Linked DNA regions of Sorghum bicolor: region 2 is linked to region 1. The links are chromatin contacts, called in public HiCAR-type maps. All regions are on one chromosome and are shown on one strand. The core of a region is the stretch at or near the end of the contact, and the rest is flanking DNA. Distances in the headings are between cores, read along the strand shown.

Evidence for each region. HiCAR-type assays count read pairs that join an accessible place to other places.
Region 2: a contact with region 1 is called in a HiCAR-type map of leaf, with 9 times the contacts expected there. The contact joins the promoter of LOC8070968 here to the promoter of LOC8070965 in region 1. A contact is called at or near these places in 2 of 4 Hi-C or Micro-C datasets (leaf and leaf mesophyll) and 1 of 1 datasets of contacts at active chromatin or transcription factors (leaf).

Annotation. Positions count from the first base shown.
Region 1 is chr6:38,194,490-38,198,743 of Sorghum_bicolor_NCBIv3, forward strand. LOC8070965 (mediator of RNA polymerase II transcription subunit 30) reads right to left here and starts at 2,452. Exons shown (of 3, transcript XM_002447661.2): 1 at 1,981-2,452. The coding sequence starts at 2,322.
Region 2 is chr6:38,397,545-38,401,992 of Sorghum_bicolor_NCBIv3, forward strand. LOC8070968 reads left to right here and starts at 2,283. Exons shown (of 2, transcript XM_002446260.2): 1 at 2,283-2,979; 2 at 4,289-4,448. The coding sequence starts at 4,407. It overlaps LOC8070967 (protein NUCLEAR FUSION DEFECTIVE 4), which reads left to right. Exons shown (of 3, transcript XM_002446259.2): 3 at 1-262.

The DNA.
Region 1 (4,254 bases), core at 1,202-3,701:
GGCCTAGAGCACGATATGCAGCCAGGGGAGCTCCCAAGGGCGTGCAACAGCCCAGGGAGGCACAGGCGGCTGTAATGAATGCAATTTAGTATGTCGGGTAAAGAGATTAGTGTTAATGAGAAATTAGAGTCATTGATGGGGAGAGAAATGAGGAGTTAGAGGGATGGGCACCAGCTAGAGGAGATAGAGGGCTCCACGCGATCACCGGCGTCCACACCAGCAACACCATGCAAATGCACCTCCGGCTGGGCGACGCCAATGTCCACGCCCTCATCGACTGGGGCTCAATGCACAACCTCATCGCCGAGAAGGTTGCCAGCCGCACCAGACTCCCTATGGTCTGCTGCAGCTCTGGGTCCGTCACGATGGCTAGTGGTGAGCGCGTGCCGTGCACAGGCATGTACAGGAGACTGAGCGCTTGTACCTCAGCTAAGCCATGGCTTATACAAAGATAGGAATTTTGGTCCATTCATTCCTAATTTGATAAGTCATGACAAAGATGGACAAATGTCATGGTAAAGCTATATTGCTTAGAGCAACACAAATTTTATCTTGAACAGTGTGCAAAAATCAGGCTTGACCAATTACGACTATGATGGGGATAATATTAACATTCTTTCCTAAGGTAAGGTAAACAGTCTTCTACATAGTCGAGGGTTTAGGGTAATCAGGGCGCTGACCCATTGCCTAGCGCCTAGTCGGGAGTACTCGGTCCTAGGCGCTCCTAGGCGTTTTCCTAGGCGTTTTGGCAATATAGCCATAAATTATATATATATATTATATATATGACTATTGACTATATATATATATTATATATATATATGACTATTGACTATATATATATGGCTGCAACTGCAACACATTTTTACTGCTACTGAACAAAGAGCAAAGAGCAAAGAGGGGAGATGAGCAGGGGAGGAGCTGGGAGGGAAGGGAGCTCACCTTGGGGACTTGGGGTGGCCGGTGGGGAAGTGTTCCAGTCGAGGACGAGCAGGGCAGCGGCGGCACGTCGGGGAAGAGCAGGGGACGAACTTGGAGGAGCAGGGGAGGAGCAGGACCGGCGGGAGGAGGAGCAGGACCAGCGGGGGGCGCCTCGGGGATGAGCAGGGGAAGAGATTGGAGGAGAGCAGGGGAAGAGATTGGAGGAGCAGGGGAAGAGATTGGAGGAGCAGGGAGGTCGCCGCGCTCCCTTCTATTCTCCCGCGCCTCCGTTTCGTGGCAGCGCGCGCCTGGCCGCGCGGGAAATTCTCCCGCTCTCCGATTTGGCGCGCTAAATTGGCCGCGCTCGTGCTCGCGCCCGCCTCCGCGCCGCCCAGCGCCGACTCCGCGCCGCCCAGCGCCTGGAAGCGCGACTATGGCCATAGTCGAGGCGACGGGCTTCGCCTAGCGCCTAATCGCGCCTAGTCGACGCCTAGTCGACGCCTAGCCGAACCTTGGTCAATAGCACCCCTGTGCATTTGGCATGCATGAATGCAGCAGACTCCTAAGTTGGGTCGGTGGGAAGAGGTTCATCAACCAATAATTTTGGCTTGACTTGACTGGTAAATGGTTCATTTCGACTGGATCCTTGGTACTGAAATCAAATGTGGGGTCAATCTTAGGTCGCCAATGATGTTCTTTTTAGCAAGGCAAGATTTGTTTTCTCAAAAGAAGTAATGTCTACCATAGCACCACATACTTCACAAGTTCACATCAATATTTCACCTTTATAATTGTGCCACCAAATACGGACCTATCTATGGAAATAAAAAATTTGTAAGCTTTGGAAATGGCCACCAAGACATTACATTACATGAGTTGGAGTTGTTACCATTGCAAATATCTCAAATCAGTCTCGTAACAAGAATTTGCTTTGGCTCCCCTACATGGCAATGCCCCGATTTTTTTTACACCATAAGTACCATCTTTCATCACAGAAGAATGCGCCTAAAACAATTTTAGGCATAAGCGCCAGGAGCACAAGGTGCATCAAGGTCTCACCTGAGCGCAGGACGACAAGGCAGAGATGGAGGCCCGCAGCGCCGCCACGGCTGACTTGTAGCGGTGCCTCGCCTCGTCGAGCGACCCGCCGGGGCCGGGCCCGCCCCCTGCGTCGGCGGCGTCGGAGTCCGCAGAGTGTGGCGGCGGCGGCGTAGTAGCAGAGTGGTGGTGCTGGGAGCCAGCGGCAGCGGCCGAGACGGAGGAGGAGGACCAGAGGCCGGCGTTGCAGAGCTCGTCGTTCATGGATACGAGGATCTGGAACGCGGCTGCGATGGTCTCCTCCAGGTGCCGCTGACCCTCCAACGCCATCTCCTGCCGCCGACGCGCCGCCTCAGAGGCCATTGAGTGCACTCGCCGGAACCCTACCTCGCCGCTGCCGCCGATCTACCGCTCCTCTCGGCTCAGTCGTAGCGCGCCGAGAAAATCCTTTTCCTTTTTTTTTAGGAAAAGAAAATCCCTTTCCGGACCAGTCCTACAGAGCAAGCAGCCAAACTTCACTACCCGTATGGGCCGGGCCACCGTCGCATGATGCCAGAGCGCTTTCCGAGCCCACTATGGGCTCTCTTCGAATAGTGAAATTTTCTCTTTCAACAGGGTCTGGTTTAGTTCCAAAATTTTTTGCAAAACGGATTCAGTAGCACTTTTATTTATATTTGATAAATATTATCCAATCATGAACTAACTAGATTTAAAATATTTATCTCGTAAATTATAGATAAATTGTGTAATTAGCTATTTCTTTCATTTATATTTAATGCTTCATGCATGTACCGTAAAATTCGATGTAATGTGGAATCTAAAAAATTTGTAAAATTTTTTAGGAACTAAACAAGGCCCAGAAAGAGAAATTTTAGTGAAAAAAAGGGTCTCCAACAACCTTTTCTCTTTCACCAAATATTGCTATTTTCTATTCCTATTTCTCGTTAGTTAAGATAGACAACGGGACTACCTCACCAAAGCCTGTAGACGATAGAGAAACCGCTCAAGGGTTAAAAGATATAGAAGACAAATTTTATTTAAGGGCTTGTTTAGTTCCCCATTTGAGCTAAAAAAATTGGGATTTTCTATTTATCATTTCGGTTATTATTTTGTCTGTTAAGGGCAGCCTTACAAATAAGATCTAAGTCGATAACTAGTTCAAATCGAGCTTAACACGAGTTCGAATGATGTAGCCGTGATAAACGAAACATAAACCATGACAATACTTACAAGCAAACCGAATGTCGAAATCAACCAATGCAGCTCGATTTGTCGAAGATCTTGTCGAGATCTACTCTTACTCCTACTCCTAAGGTTGATGGCTGGAGCCGAAAAATGTTTGTATTTGATTGTGTATATTTTTGATCAGGTTTCTAATATTTATAGCCCCGGAACCTAGTCATGTATTCTAATATTACACGACTACTCAAAAAAGGTAATCCGGACTCCAATTCCTTCTTTGTAATAAAACCCGACACGTCTTCTTGTGCCTTGCTTTGATTCGATATGCTCTGATCGACTAATTTCATCCATGCTTTTGTTTAGTCGATCCACTATCCGGTCGTTCCTACTTTCCATGGGGTGGACCCACAGACGAATCCTGTCTCACCAAAATTTGGGGTTAACACATGCTCCCCAATTTTGAGATAAATTTAGTTTTATTTCAAAATTTGCCAATTACCAACGCCAATCAAAACCAACGCGGACACATTGATGACTCCGTTTACTCCTCTATTCTTCCCTATCCATCAGTTTTAAAAAGCTAGGGTTTCCCTCCAAAGTAATTCCAGTCAAAAATTTGAAACCCACACAACCCGCAAGACTTAGACACGATTCAACAACATCCAATCGAGCTTTCAACTCGGCGACTCCTTTATTCCAATGGCGTCTATCGATAATATTCCTGAGGTATTTTTTTTCTTCCTTCGTTCTTTCTAATCTCCTTTTCCCCTTCAATATTTGCTCATGCTTTTTCCTACCTTCAGGATCTTCAGAACCAAATATTCATCCCTCTTGAGGACAACCTGCACAAGATTTTCTTAGGCTCCATGGGCGACTCAAATCCAAGCAGAGCAATTATTGCTGAAACCAATAGTCCCTTTCAAGCATTCTAATATTCACCCCAATCTCTGGGATAAGAAATCCTCCATGAGAAATTGGCCATCAATCATCCCAGGTTGGAGGGACTGGTTGATCAAGGTATCGGCTAAAAAACACATTGGGAGACTCGCAATTTAGATGAGTGCATCTCTTTGTCTCTTTCTAATATCAAGAAGAATGAACCTATGCTTAGAG
Region 2 (4,448 bases), core at 1,033-3,532, 200 kb after region 1:
AAAATTAAACTTTGCCTGTATATTATCTATTCATTTCAGAGGTTTTACCACATGAACTGCTGTCCCCAAATATAAATTTACATGCCTCATGTGTCAGATAGCCAGGCTGTAGTTCAAGCTTGGACCATGAATTCTGTAATAAAGGCTTTGTACTAAGACATACATGTCCATTCAGCTCCGGCTCTACTGTAATATTCTTTTGTGTGCATAATAGAATCTTCTATGATTCTGGCAAATCTAAAAGCTCTAGTTGTTTCTCTTTTGCGATGTATCAACTTGTTATCAGTACTTCTTGCTTCCTGCATAGCTTTCCTGTATGCTTGGTTCTATATAAACTGTACTTGGGAACAACGACCTGAAGAGAAAAGAATCAGGATTGTTACATTGAGCATCAACTTGGACCATGGAGTGCTTCCACGCATTTCAAATTTCGTTATCGGAGCTCCAAACTTACCAGGTATGTACTGTTCCTCTGAACTGCATTCTGAAGCTGGAACACACAATGGACTATAAGTTCCAGTGCATTTAGGCATATCTCTGTTCTTATACATATTGCCGTTACTAGCTCTTGATGAACATTGTGGTCTTTGCAGAAGTGCTACAGTAACCTCAGAAACACCCACAGCTTGGCATTTGCTCTGACTGAAAAATGATGATCCCTGTCCCTTTTTCTTCGTGAGCTTCTGAATGTAACATGTACCTAAGTGATCTTATTTTCTCATGAGATCTGTGTGGTCTGATGAACATCTTGGTCTTTGCAGAAGTGCTACAGTAGCCTCAGAAACACTCACTGCTTGGCATTTGCTGTGACTGAAAAAAGATCCCTGTCCCTTTTTCTTCCTGAGCTTCTGAATGTAACATTTACCTAAGTGATCTTATTTTCTCATGAGATCTGTGTGGTCTTCCATTCAGCTGAAGGATCAATCAGTTACCCAGCTGTTCGACACTGGCTATTTAGAATCTAAACTAGTTCCACTGCTGTACACTGTAATATTTACATTCAGCTCCTGATTGGCCAACAACTGAAATGTTTGAACCGGATGAGGACCTACTTGCCCAGTTCTGTTTCTCTACACCTGGTCACCCGCACCTCTGAACCATCTCCTACATTTTTCTTGAGCACTTTTGGCCTTTTGGTCATTGGGTGAGCAGCTCAGCAATTCCAGCTCCAACTCTTCAAGTTCATCCCTAAGGGGCAACAACCAACAAGAGTATCTTGCTGCTGCAGGTCCATAACAGCAACAGCACATCATTACAGTCCTCGCCAGCTGTTCCATTATAGGTTCTATTGTGTCCAGCTACTTCTGAAGTGTGATCTTGATTAGCGTTCTATTACAGACTCTAAGGACCTGGAGATCTTCAGGGCAGACTACCCTTATGTTCGTCCATATCATCTGCTGTCTTCTGAAACTGGGTGTAGCTTTAGCTCAAGGCTGTAGTTTATTGCAGTTCATGTGGCAAATCCTCATGTTCTTTACTTGGTAAGCTCAAATAATCCATATTTATCATTGTATGAACCAGTTTCAGGATCACTCTATCTGTGAACTGTTGTTACACCGACAGAAGAAATGTCAACAGTGTTAGTACTTGCTCAAGATATTTTTGTGCTAGTGCTGTTTGCTTTGATATTGTATTCCTTTTGAGATACCAGTACAGAAAAAAAAGTGCTGGTGACTGATGATGTAGAGAGGGAATGCTTAAAGACTAGTAACAAGGGAGTGGGTCCCACACTTGGGAAAAGGGGGTTCTCACACAGCCATATGTACACAAGGTATCTTCTCCGGTGGAGGAAAAAAAAATTAGGCTTAAGAGACGAGTGAGAGGAACCTTTTTGTTGCTGGTGGTTGTGATTTTAACCCTAAGCATTATTGCATGGGAAATTCCTGATATGTCCCTGGCATTTGGTTGTTCTAACACCAGCACCAGGTTACCCCCCACTGCTGTGATTTTACACAAATAGCCCCTAATAAAGTGTCACGTACACGCGTATACGACTAGTATATCACATACCTGTACGCAAGCAAATTACCTCATGGGTAGTTTCAAAAAAAAAAAATTACCTCATGGGTGCCTTTGTATGTCTGAAGTGATGTGGGGCCCGCCAGGAGGACATCAGAGCCATTTCCCATATCGAGTACCCTTGTGCTGGCCTCAAATGGTCTCCAGCTAATAAAACAGTAATCAGTATACTAAAAAGGTATTTTTGTGAGGAAGAAAGAAAGAAAAAAAGGTGGAAATCCCAAGAAAGCCCCTGAGTTAGGGCTGAGCCTGTTGTTTGGGGCTGCACTGTTACCGGAATTAATTTGGGGCACCGAATAGGGGCAAAGTTTGAAACTTTTGGAGCAAACAAAAAACAGAGATGGAATAATTTATTTCCCTTTTTACAGGACACACATGACCTGACCTACTCTTTTTCTACTCCTACTGCAGCTACATGACCCTTCGCAGCACATTGCCATTGTGTATTGCAAAATTTTGGAGGCTTTGACTAAAAAAGCTTCGTTTTTTCGAGCTTGCTCCTCCCCTGAAATAAAATTTCGAGGCCCAAAAATCCGCCGCGCCCCCCGGAGATGATCCGCCGCCGGTGAGTCCTCTGGCTGTCAGCGAGCTTCTGGTTGAGGTGCGTCTCGCCGCCGGCCGCGGTCTGCCGCGGCCAGATCTGGCGGGCGAGTGTGGTCCGTCTCGACCGCGGCCAGATCTGGCGGGCGAGTGTGGTCCGTCTCGCCGGTAGTCGCCGATCCATCAGCAGAGGGGGGGCGGCGGCCGCCCCTTCTTCCCCGCGGCCGAGCTCGCCTCTCCGCCCGCCGCCGAAGCTCGTCGCGCCGCGACCCGGAGAGGAGACCGCGCCCAGTCGAGCAGCACCGCCTGGGATTGGGCCCAGCGTCCTCGCGACCTGCTCCGGCGCGGCGTCCGCCCTCTGCAGCACCAGCGTCCCCGCGACCCGCTCCGGCGCGGCCGCCACACCAGACAGCTCCACGGGTAGGTCTCCGTCCTTCTCCTTCCCACGCGGCCACGCCAATAGCTCGTCCCTGTCGGTCCCTTCCCCACGCGGATTGAGGGGTTTGGTTTTTTTTTTTTTTTTTTTGGCTATGAATGAAAGGAAAGCCCAGCCCAACAAGCGCTCCCTTATCTCTGTGCCTAGCCCTGACGCCTCCCGCGCTAGAGATGCGCCACCACTCGCCGGCCGCCGCCCGCCGGCGACGAGCCCCCGCCCCTCGCGCAGGAGATGCGCCACTGCTCGCCGGCCTCCGGCGACGAGCCCCCGCCCCCTCGCGCCGCCTGCTGCGGACACGCGCGCCGCGCAGGAGGTGCGCCACCGCTCTCCGGACTCCGGAGACGAGACCCCGCCCCCTCTGTGGCATCAATCGATCTCTCCTCGTCCAGACTGTCGCGCGGGGAACGCCCACCAGTCCGCCAAGGCTGCGGCTAGCTCACGCGATGCAGGGGAGAGGACGGTTCAGGAGCAAAGCAAGCTGCCGGAGACCTCCCATGAGTACATGTCCTTCACATACTTGACCTGATCTACTCTGCGTCTGCAGTCCTCGTTGCTTGATTTTGTGTGTTCCCCACAACCACAACAGACATTAGGGTGGAAAACGAGAAACCTACAAGGTGACCTGATGTATGAGATTGTGTACTAAACTAATAGTTAGTGATTACTCAAATTTTAGACTCACAATTTTAATTTGCATTATTATTAAAAAGTAGTAATACGTATCCACATATTGTGTTTTCTGAGAAATTGCAGTATCCTGTGGATCCGTATCCTTATCCGTATCCATGCTGCATGGATAGATCTGCTTAGCTTAGTAGCTGCAGATTAAGGGTGAAATGTGGAGTAAGGATGTGGGTCCAAATTTAGTGAAGTTTGAATCTCAGTGCCGCGTAGTGGTTTCATGGGAGCACATGTTCTGTCTGAGTTGAAGTTAATACTGTTAAATGTCAGTTCTCCATGAAATAGAACTAGCGATAAGTATGGTCTAAGTGAAGTGCTCACTTCTAATTTGCTTTGGATCTGAAATGATTAGTTCAAACGTCGTAGCTTACTTTTCTGGGACCGAAGTATGGTTTAATTGAAGTACTCGCTTCTAATTTGTTTTGGATCTGAAATGATTAGTTCAAACGTGGTAGCTTACTTTTCTAGGACCTCTTCAGTGCTTGTTTACATGCTCGTTTGTTTTTCACGTAAGTGGATCACTATGTTTTGTTGTATATATTGTTACGTCATAGTGTTCTTTCAATTTGGTGTTGTCGTTGAGATTTCTAACCTGGATGTACTTAACTGCAGGCCAGGGCAATGAAGATTTCTAATCTGGATGCACACTTAATCTTGTCCAGTTCTTGATCTTTGGATTCTCTGCTCCCGCTCAAGTTAATTTGTTGGCCAATCGAGTCCAGAGGCACAGATGGGTGAGGAGTACAATATGGATGAGGCCCTGAAAGCCAAA